Linked DNA regions of Arabidopsis thaliana: region 2 is linked to region 1. The links are chromatin contacts, called in public targeted proximity ligation maps. All regions are on one chromosome and are shown on one strand. The core of a region is the stretch at or near the end of the contact, and the rest is flanking DNA. Distances in the headings are between cores, read along the strand shown. Region 1 holds the start of HSP101 (heat shock protein 101). Region 2 holds the start of AT1G74450 (BPS1-like protein (DUF793)).

Region 1 (5,078 bases), core at 722-3,221:
GCATGAATATTCATAATCCTATTTTTTATAAGACAAAATAATAAAATCAGAGTTAGGATCCATTTTTTCTAGTAATGGTATACGAAAAAAGGAGAGCTGACTAAACAAATTCATGAAACCTTACAATGATGGTTATTGCTTTGGTCTCTTCATCCATCATGATGTTCCCATACTGTAAATCATTGTGGCAAAATCCAATATTTTCATCATTGTCAAAGAGAGATTTCTCAAGCATATTAATTTCCATCTCCATAACATCGAGACGAAAGGACTTAGCTTCTTCTGGTGAAGCCAGTCTCTTGCATGCAGTGAGCCAATTTCTGAAGTTACAAAAAAAACAAAGTGGAGAAAAAGATTACAAAAAAGAACAAAATTTTAATGATTTGTTAGAAAGCAAAGTAGAATCTGGTAGAAAGCAAAGTAGAATCTGGTAGAAAACAAAGAAATGTACCGTAATCTGTCCCAAAGCAAAGCCTTTTTCGCACCAGGCATTTCAAGACCATGAAACTCCTTCATCCTAGTTGCTATTCGACCAGATATTTCAGGATCACGCAAGTCACAAGCAGATAGGGTCTGAAAGTTCATAGTTCAGCAAACAAGTTACAAATTCAGTAAACAAATACAAAAAGATTCACAAGAATTACCTGAAGAATGAAAAAAACCAGGGAAGTGCAAAGATACTCAATAACTTAGGAACACACAGAATCAGATATTAAAAAAATAATTACCCGTGCATGGAGGAACTCTTCGATACGACCATTACCAAACCGACCTAACAACAAAGGTCCATGACCATGCTTCGACATGAACTCAAATGTCCTGATCTCATCCTCACGATCAAAGAAAATCTCAACACCTTCACCATAAATCCTAACCAAAACCTTACGAGAAGGACCTTTTTCCCTAGTTGGCCATTTGATCTGAAACACCTCATTTGTCATTGCACCTTTTAAAGGAATAACTTGCAGAGCCTTTGAATCAATCACATCTTCCCACTCTGATGCTATTGCTTGTAAAGCTTCCTTGACTTCTCGAGGCAAACGATATTGTTTATTCTCTACATTCTTTTCAGTACCACCCATCGTCATTTGAATGCCACACACAAAGATAAATCTCTCTGTACAAGATAAAAACAGATACTTTTAGCGAATACTTATAACAACACTGTGTTTTGTCCAATTCAGGGGAGGTTCTACGATCAACCCAATGCAACAATTCTATATGCTTCCGTTTCATAAAAATTCTGAATATCAATCTAAACCTATACAATTACATCCTTACTAATCTAGATAAAGTGTATACAATAAAATGAGAGCAATAAGGTTCATTAATCTTTATACTTAGCTCCTCCACAGGACGATATACTTTGAGACTGACACAAAACAAAATAAGGAAGAAAGCTTACGTTTTTGAAGGAAAATCACAGGAGGGACGCGGAAGCAAGATTGGTCTGAGAGGAAAATTGAGGAAGAGGGGTTAATCGAGATGAAAATGGAGTTTGAAGTAATAGAGAGAACGTTGCGCAGATCGAGGAAGAACAGAGGATAGGATCAACACAAGGATCTTGTGAAAATGAAAATGGCTGAGGAAATGAAGGACTATTTGTTAAATAAGATATAATATTATTTCTGAAATATTTCCATCTGACTCCTTTAATTTATACAAGCCTCCTTTTTTGTACATCTATTTTCAGAAGATCCAAATAATTGTTTCTTCTATTTGTGTATTTTTGATATTTAAACGTAAATCTTTGGATTTTGATCAATAATAGACAATTAGCCAAGTTCAGTTTTCATTAATTAGATTTATAATTTTAATTATTTTTAGCATTCGTCTAAAATTAAATAATGCGGCAAAAGAGGAGAAATTAATTTTTGTTGTTATTAATTCAAAGCGTTACAAATAAAAAAGGAAATTCCACGCTGGCAATAAAATAAGCGAAAATTCCACGTGACATCTACCTGTCGGATCAAAAAGAGTGGAATTGACATTTGTTTCTCTCACACTCTCTCTCGAATTCTCTGGTAGCTTCTAGTTCTATGCAAAAAAACGACGATAGTTCTCTATCTTTCCAGATGAATCTCCTTCCATATACAAAAGCAGTCATGCCTCCTCGCTCTCTCGCAATTCACAAAGTATCCAAACATCTAAAGTTATCAATTTTACAACATTACCGCTATAATCTGCTTGATTCTCTGCAAAAAGAGAAGACTTTTTACCGAGAAGAAGTCCTCTGGCTCATTGAAGAAACTCAACGAAACAAACCCAGTTCTCATATATCGTTTTAAGGTAAATGATCGCGACAATCTTGTTCTCATTTGTGTGTTTTTGTGTTTGTGATTAGGGTTTACAAAAGATACTGAGATTAGTTTTTTTTTTTTTTTTTTTTTTTCAGGGATTACAAAAGCTAATCGAAGATGAATCCAGAGAAATTCACACACAAGACAAACGAGACAATTGCTACAGCTCATGAGCTAGCTGTGAATGCAGGACATGCTCAATTCACTCCTTTGCATTTAGCTGGTGCTTTGATCTCTGATCCCACCGGTATATTTCCTCAAGCAATCTCTAGTGCCGGTGGCGAGAACGCAGCTCAATCTGCTGAAAGAGTGATCAATCAAGCCTTGAAGAAGCTTCCTTCACAATCTCCTCCACCTGATGATATTCCAGCGAGTTCTAGTCTTATTAAGGTCATTCGTCGTGCTCAAGCTGCTCAGAAGTCACGAGGTGATACTCATTTGGCTGTTGACCAGTTGATTATGGGTCTTCTTGAAGATTCTCAAATCAGGGATTTGTTGAACGAAGTCGGTGTAGCGACGGCGAGGGTAAAGTCTGAGGTTGAGAAGCTTCGTGGGAAAGAAGGGAAGAAAGTTGAGAGTGCTTCAGGGGACACAAATTTTCAAGCTTTAAAGACTTATGGAAGAGATTTGGTTGAGCAAGCAGGGAAGCTTGATCCTGTGATTGGTCGTGATGAGGAGATTAGAAGAGTCGTGAGGATTCTTTCGAGGAGAACGAAGAACAATCCTGTGCTTATTGGAGAGCCAGGAGTTGGTAAAACAGCTGTGGTTGAAGGTTTAGCACAAAGGATTGTGAAAGGAGATGTGCCCAACAGTCTTACTGATGTGAGATTAATTTCGTTGGACATGGGTGCGTTAGTTGCTGGTGCTAAATACCGAGGAGAGTTTGAAGAAAGGTTGAAATCTGTTTTGAAAGAAGTTGAGGACGCTGAAGGCAAAGTGATTCTCTTTATTGATGAGATTCATTTGGTTCTTGGTGCTGGCAAAACTGAAGGGTCGATGGATGCAGCTAATCTGTTCAAGCCCATGTTAGCTAGAGGGCAGCTTCGATGCATTGGTGCTACAACGCTTGAAGAATACAGGAAATATGTTGAGAAAGATGCTGCCTTTGAGAGGAGGTTCCAACAAGTCTATGTTGCGGAGCCAAGTGTGCCTGACACCATTAGTATCCTTAGAGGACTCAAGGAGAAGTATGAGGGACATCATGGTGTGCGAATCCAAGACAGAGCTCTTATAAATGCTGCTCAGCTGTCTGCTCGTTACATAACTGGTATGTTAAGATTCTTAATCCTAAGCTGATGTTTATGGTTTCATATAGTGTTGTTCTTGACATGACATTTTTGTGGCGATTTAGGTCGGCATTTACCGGATAAAGCAATTGATTTGGTTGATGAGGCTTGTGCGAATGTGAGAGTCCAGCTTGATAGTCAACCTGAAGAGATTGATAACCTTGAAAGGAAGAGGATGCAGCTGGAAATTGAACTTCACGCCTTGGAAAGGGAGAAGGATAAAGCCAGCAAAGCTCGACTTATAGAGGTATGATACAGCTTTCTTTTCTCATCAGTAGATAGCGCTTCAAATATAAGACTATTGTGCTTGTTCTGGAATTCTTGATTGTTAGCATCTGTTTTTGCGATGAGTCTTTGATATAATTTTCTCAAACTATGAATCTGTAGGTGCGGAAAGAGCTTGATGACCTGAGAGACAAGCTTCAGCCTCTCACGATGAAATACAGAAAGGAGAAAGAGAGAATTGATGAGATTCGAAGGCTTAAACAGAAAAGAGAAGAGCTCATGTTTTCTTTGCAGGAGGCAGAACGAAGATATGACCTTGCAAGAGCTGCTGATCTAAGATATGGCGCAATTCAAGAAGTGGAATCTGCAATTGCCCAACTTGAAGGAACTTCTTCTGAAGAGAATGTGATGCTCACAGAAAACGTTGGGCCTGAACACATTGCTGAGGTTGTGAGCCGTTGGACAGGGATTCCAGTGACGAGACTTGGCCAAAATGAGAAGGAGAGGTTGATTGGTCTTGCTGATAGGTTGCATAAGCGGGTTGTGGGACAGAATCAAGCGGTAAATGCAGTTTCTGAGGCAATTCTAAGGTCAAGGGCAGGACTTGGAAGGCCACAACAGCCAACTGGATCATTCTTATTCCTTGGACCAACTGGTGTTGGCAAAACTGAGCTCGCCAAGGCTCTTGCTGAGCAGCTGTTTGATGATGAAAACCTCTTAGTTCGGATTGATATGTCGGAATATATGGAACAACACTCTGTCTCTCGCCTCATTGGGGCACCACCAGGGTAAGTAACTTATCTTTTAGTTTTCAATATCTTCTGATTATGAAAATATTTTTTCTTACTTACACGATTACTACACTTTCTCAGGTATGTTGGTCACGAGGAAGGTGGACAACTAACTGAGGCTGTGAGGAGGCGACCTTATTGTGTCATACTCTTTGATGAAGTGGAGAAGGCTCATGTTGCTGTCTTCAACACTCTGCTCCAAGTTTTGGATGATGGTCGATTGACAGACGGGCAAGGCAGGACAGTCGATTTCAGGAACTCGGTGATAATCATGACATCAAACCTTGGTGCTGAACACCTCCTTGCAGGGCTAACTGGGAAAGTAACAATGGAAGTGGCCCGGGACTGTGTGATGCGGGAGGTGAGGAAACACTTCAGACCAGAGCTCTTGAACAGGCTTGACGAGATTGTGGTGTTCGACCCCCTTTCACATGACCAGTTGAGGAAAGTAGCTCGGCTTCAAATGAAAGACGTTG
Region 2 (5,078 bases), core at 646-3,145, 42 kb before region 1:
TCAAGATTGCTCCAAGTTTTTGTGACAATTGTAACTTCATAATATAGCGTTCATAACATGTAACTGATTGTATATCTTTTTTAATTCATGATGCCTTTTCTATTCTAATTGTGTTTCTTCTTTAAGAAACGTCGACTATAATCAAAAACAGACAATTTATCTAATCGATCAGAAAGAAATATCTTTAAATTGTAATGCAAGTTCCGATCCGTATAAAATGGAACCTTATTCATAATTAACAATCTTTGATGAGAAAATTATACATAAACAACAAAGATTGGAAAAATGGAGTGGTTTGTATCTCCTGTCTTTTATATTAACAACCTTTAACCAAAATGTTCTCTCGTTCTCTAGCAATTTGTCTCCATGATCTTCACGTTCACCAGACAAACAAACCCACAATTTGATAAACATACTTCAACTCTCCAGAATATTAAACAGATGATGATGTTCCATTGAATTTTCGATAAACATCATTCAGAACCATGATGCTTTCCAACAGTATCAAGACCTTCTGTTCTGCTTCTTACAATCCGATGAAACACTTCCCTCACTTTCCTCTCAAACGGATCCAAACCATTCTTCAAAGCCTCTTGAAGCTTCCCCAATTCCTCAACTCTCTCTCTCACTTCCATCTCTTTCTCTTCAGACAAAGGAAACTGAACAGAATCAACCAACTCATTCATCAATCTTGAAGTCTTCTCAAACTGATGAATCTCTTTCAACAACCCACATGTATTCTTCCTCTCTCTCTTCTTCGATTCCTCAATGATCCTATCGTGCAACGACATCAACGAACCTCCCCATTGGTAATTCCTAGGAACATTGAAATGTACTTGCAAACCTCTGTCTTGACAAGGAATCGCAGCTACAAGTGCCCACATCACAAACAACAATACCGTAGTCATTGTATAAACCGGAACAATAAGACCATTAGTTGCAGTAATGTCACTAGCTCGAGGCGTAGCTAAGTTGTTTCCAATAGCTTGTAGTTGCTTAGAAGCAGACCATGATCTCGAAACACTCCAAGAAAGCGACCTGAAATGCCCGATTGTTCGGTGATGAAGCTGCTCCTTGTTCCTTCCAAAAGACCGGTTACGATGCTGAGACGACACTGAGCTAGAAGATGAATCCTTCTCATCAAGCATACCAATAGCTAACTCAATCAAAGTCTTCCTCGCACGACGAAACTGACCTTCTCCAAGAGGTCTCTTGCCACTACTTCCTCCTCCATTGTTGTTGAAAGCACAAATTACAATCTCGATAAGTTTCTGCCATTGACGGATCTGTTCAACACCATCACGAATCGCGTTACAAACATCAAGAGCTTTAACACTTCTCTCGAAGTAATCTGAAACCAATCGATCCATCGGTGGTTTAGTAATCATCGAACGATGATTGATGACTATGGAACGAAACTCTTCTTGACAAGATAGAAACGAATCAAGAAGCTTCCCAACCCATTCGAGAGACAGTAGATCTTCACAACTAGACGCATTGAGATCGATAAACCTCTCAGCAACTTTTCTCTGAAACGAAACAAGCTCTGCTTCCATCTGAGTCAACTCGGGGGTAACCGTCGTTGACTCAACCGAGTTCACCGCCGTGTCTCGCCGTAAATTCAGAAAAGACCTCCCGAATGATCTTTGATATTCCGTTGCTGGCATCCTCAAAATGAAAACACACAGATGAAATATGTGATCGATCAAATTCGAGAGAAAATTCTCATTCACCGGAAATAAAAATCGTTCCTTTTTTTCTGAATTTGGGAGCAGAGAGAGTGATGATGATGATGAAAATTAAAAACCCTAATGAGAAAGAGATTGTCTTTATATTGATAGAATTGAGAGAGAATTTTGACCGCGTCTATTTTTTTTTAGTATGTAATTTGTGATAAATATGGAAAAAGGATTTGGACTAAAGTTTTATTTTTTTCATTCCAACGAAAAAGATCTCTTTTGTCTATTTTGATTTTGTTTATTTTTAATTTCATGCGTTGTTACTCGTCCGAAACACGCAGCTTACACGTAAATTAATAATATACCAAGTAGGAGAAATAAAATAAAATAGGAAGATGAATAAATCTCAGCCGTTGGATTAAGAAGTGATTCGCGCAGACATATATGGCTGTGAGAAGAGACATGACAGCACGTGGAAGATGTAAGAACGGAGGCCACGTGGCGAGACGTGAGATGGGGAGGAGTGACGGAGAAGGTGTCAATATAACACAGCTCAGTCTTAGTTGGCGTGTCATAGAGACTTGTTCCCTGTGATTCGTTTTTTGCAACTTTTTCTAGAAACTTTAATCAAGCCAATGACAATTTGCTTATTTATTTCTTGTGGCTTTACTTGCTAAATAAATACTACTACTACACCAAAAATTCAAGGAGCAAGTCAAATTAATTGTAGGCACTATTACCTGGTTGATATATTGTGTGTATAATATAAAGTATGGAGACCGATTGCTTTGTCATATAACTAGACTATAGTACTAAATTACAAATGGATTATGGATAGTTGGATACATTAATAATTGAATATGATGTTTTCAACTTGTCATAATAGAAATTGTGTGTTTAAGAGTTGAAAATCATGTTTGAACCATTCTTTAAGTTTTGAACGCTAGCCTTTTTATATATATTTTAATTAATACTAGGCGTAAGTTGCACACTAGACTAATGAGAGTATATTTTGTAATCAAATACTCTTATGTATATTCTGTATTACGTAAAATCCCCAATATCTGGAAACCGTACCTAATTTGAATAAATTTATGATATCAAAAGAGTATATGATAGTATTAAAAAGAGTGAATTGTATACTAAGAAATCTGAAGTAGAGAGCACGTGTGGATTACAGGTTCCAAGAGACATAGAACGTTGGAAGTCATGAAGGAAATTTATAAACAAAGAAGAATATGACAGACAAACTCTCCTTTGAGTTTTGACTATTTCTTGAAATTTGGAAGTTGTTAAAAGAAACCAATTTAAAATCCTTGCAATTTGGTGCTTAATCTCTTTCTCCCCCGACTAAGTTCTACAATTTAGTTATTTATTAAAAAAAAAGAATATTTCTTACATCATTTCCTATTAAGTTTTTAAACTGGTGAAAAACTAACATGGTCCAAAACAAAAAATTATGTAAAAGGCTTAATAAAAACAAAATGGTTCAGTTTCATCATTTTATGTCGAACAAATATCATAAAACAGAGATACAAAAATGGGTTACATCATAGTTTCTTAATTATACATGAATCATAACTATTGCAAAAAAAAAAAAAAACTGCATCTTAATTTCTTAGAAATCGGAACTACATCATGATGGCTGTTATACAAACATAAGAAGATCGTATATTTGGTCACAGAAAGATTTGTTTTGAGATATGAACCAATTTAAAATACAACATTTAGACCGAGATTAAAGGACGTGGTCCAGGATTTGGAAGGCAACCGTCACAATATCTGAAGTATATAGCTGCAGCCATCACTAGATTAAACGGTTTTTGCTCTTATATTATGAGATTATCTTATACGTTAACGTATAATGAATATTATTAGCTGATGGTATGTGAATATGGTGGCACTTGTGCCTACTTTCGTCATTTATTTGGTTAGAGTTTTTCTTTTGATGATGACTAAACTACGGTAGAAATATGTTGGTAACATAACATGATATCTTTGTGATTTTACCGAGTTTTTTTAACCCACGTGAAAAAAATCATGAATTATATCCTATTGTTTTACTATTGACAATTCTAATAAAATTACGAAATGAATCACAATTTCTTATTGCTTCAACCGCTTTAAGCTACTGAAATTCCCTTGATTATTCCAAAATCAAAACGCAATCGCAATACTTATGACTTGGTCAACGATCACCACAAAAAAGCGTACATTAGTTTGTCAAATATGCGCATGTTAGCATACTCTAGGTGACGCATCTTCTAAGTAAACGCCAATAATCCCAAAAGTCTCTTCCTTTCGTCTTTCCAAGAAAGTCTCCCACTAAAGTGTTTAGAGAAAACTTTAAACCATGAGCAATCGCATCGGATTGCTCGATCTAGAGAAGCATTTTGCTTTCTATGGAGCTTATCACAGCAATCCCATTAACATTATAATCCACACTCTCTTCGTATGGCCAAACGTCTTCGCTACTCTCCTTTTCCTCTACTCTACGCCACCGATTTTAGATCACTCTCAATTAGGGTTCCTCAAGTCGCTGACATTTGATGGTGTTTTGCGTTTGGACATTGGTTTTACCCTCACTGTGACTTATGCTGTCTTTTACATCTGTTTGGATAAGAAATCTGGTGTTTTAGCAGCTCTGTTATGTTTCTCTTGTTGGATTGGCTCTAGCTTCCTCGCAGCTCGATTAGGACATTCCTTGACTTTAAAGGTAAGCCCTTTGTTCTAATTACTGGAAAAGATTTCGTCTTTATGCTTCTCCATGCATTTGAATTTTGAAGCTCAGTTTCTTCATGCTTTTGACTTGATAGCCATGTTGTGTCCTCTGCTCATTGTGTTCTTGTTCCTAATGTTTCTGTGGAGCTCTTGTTTTTTTGATGTTCCTTGATGTATATATGCTGCTGATGATGTTGGAAGGTCAATGTCTTGTCTCCGAACTGTAATGATCACCCGTCTAGATATAATGTGGTCCTTTCATGTTCAAATTCAGTGTCGATATCACCTGTTTAAAACAAAGTTGCGTTTTTCTTCTCTTGCATAGCAAAAAATTATATCTTTTGAAATCTGACTCGCTTTTTCAGGTTGGAGTAGCTTCTCAGCTCTTATGTTGGACTGGTCAGTTCCTCGGACATGGCTTGTTTGAGGTAATAAACTTTCTTTGTTGTTTAGAAATCATTGCTTATGATTCTCCTCTGTATAAACCTAACTAACAGATCTTAATTCTACTCCAAGAAACGAGCTCCTGCACTTTTAGACAATCTACTCCAAGCTTTTCTTATGGGTCCTTTCTTTGTGTTGCTCGAGGTTTGAATGTTTTTCAGATTTCTTCTTTTATGTTACTCTTTCCACCAAAGTGATAGTAACAATGGATTGATAAAACCAGGTGTTGCAGTC

Evidence for each region.
Region 2: a targeted proximity ligation map of shoot shows a contact between it and region 1, with 11 read pairs. A contact is called at or near these places in 1 of 26 Hi-C or Micro-C datasets (callus) and 1 of 2 datasets of targeted methods (shoot).

What each region holds. Positions count from the first base shown.
Region 1 is chr1:27,937,202-27,942,279 of TAIR10.1, reverse strand. HSP101 (heat shock protein 101) reads left to right here and starts at 1,971. Exons shown (of 6, transcript NM_106091.4): 1 at 1,971-2,289; 2 at 2,396-3,567; 3 at 3,652-3,833; 4 at 3,974-4,599; 5 at 4,684-5,078. The coding sequence starts at 2,418. AT1G74320 (Protein kinase superfamily protein) reads right to left here and starts at 1,686. Exons shown (of 8, transcript NM_106092.4): 1 at 1,406-1,686; 2 at 729-1,117; 3 at 452-573; 4 at 125-320; 5 at 1-18. The coding sequence starts at 1,088.
Region 2 is chr1:27,979,326-27,984,403 of TAIR10.1, reverse strand. AT1G74450 (BPS1-like protein (DUF793)) reads right to left here and starts at 1,895. Exons shown (of 1, transcript NM_106105.2): 1 at 124-1,895. The coding sequence starts at 1,667. The coding sequence ends at 474. It overlaps AT1G74440 (ER membrane protein, putative (DUF962)), which reads left to right and starts at 4,000. Exons shown (of 6, transcript NM_106104.3): 1 at 4,000-4,395; 2 at 4,766-4,828; 3 at 4,917-4,988; 4 at 5,068-5,078. The coding sequence starts at 4,033. It overlaps AT1G09463 (a long non-coding RNA gene), which reads right to left and starts at 4,712. Exons shown (of 1, transcript NR_139630.1): 1 at 4,400-4,712.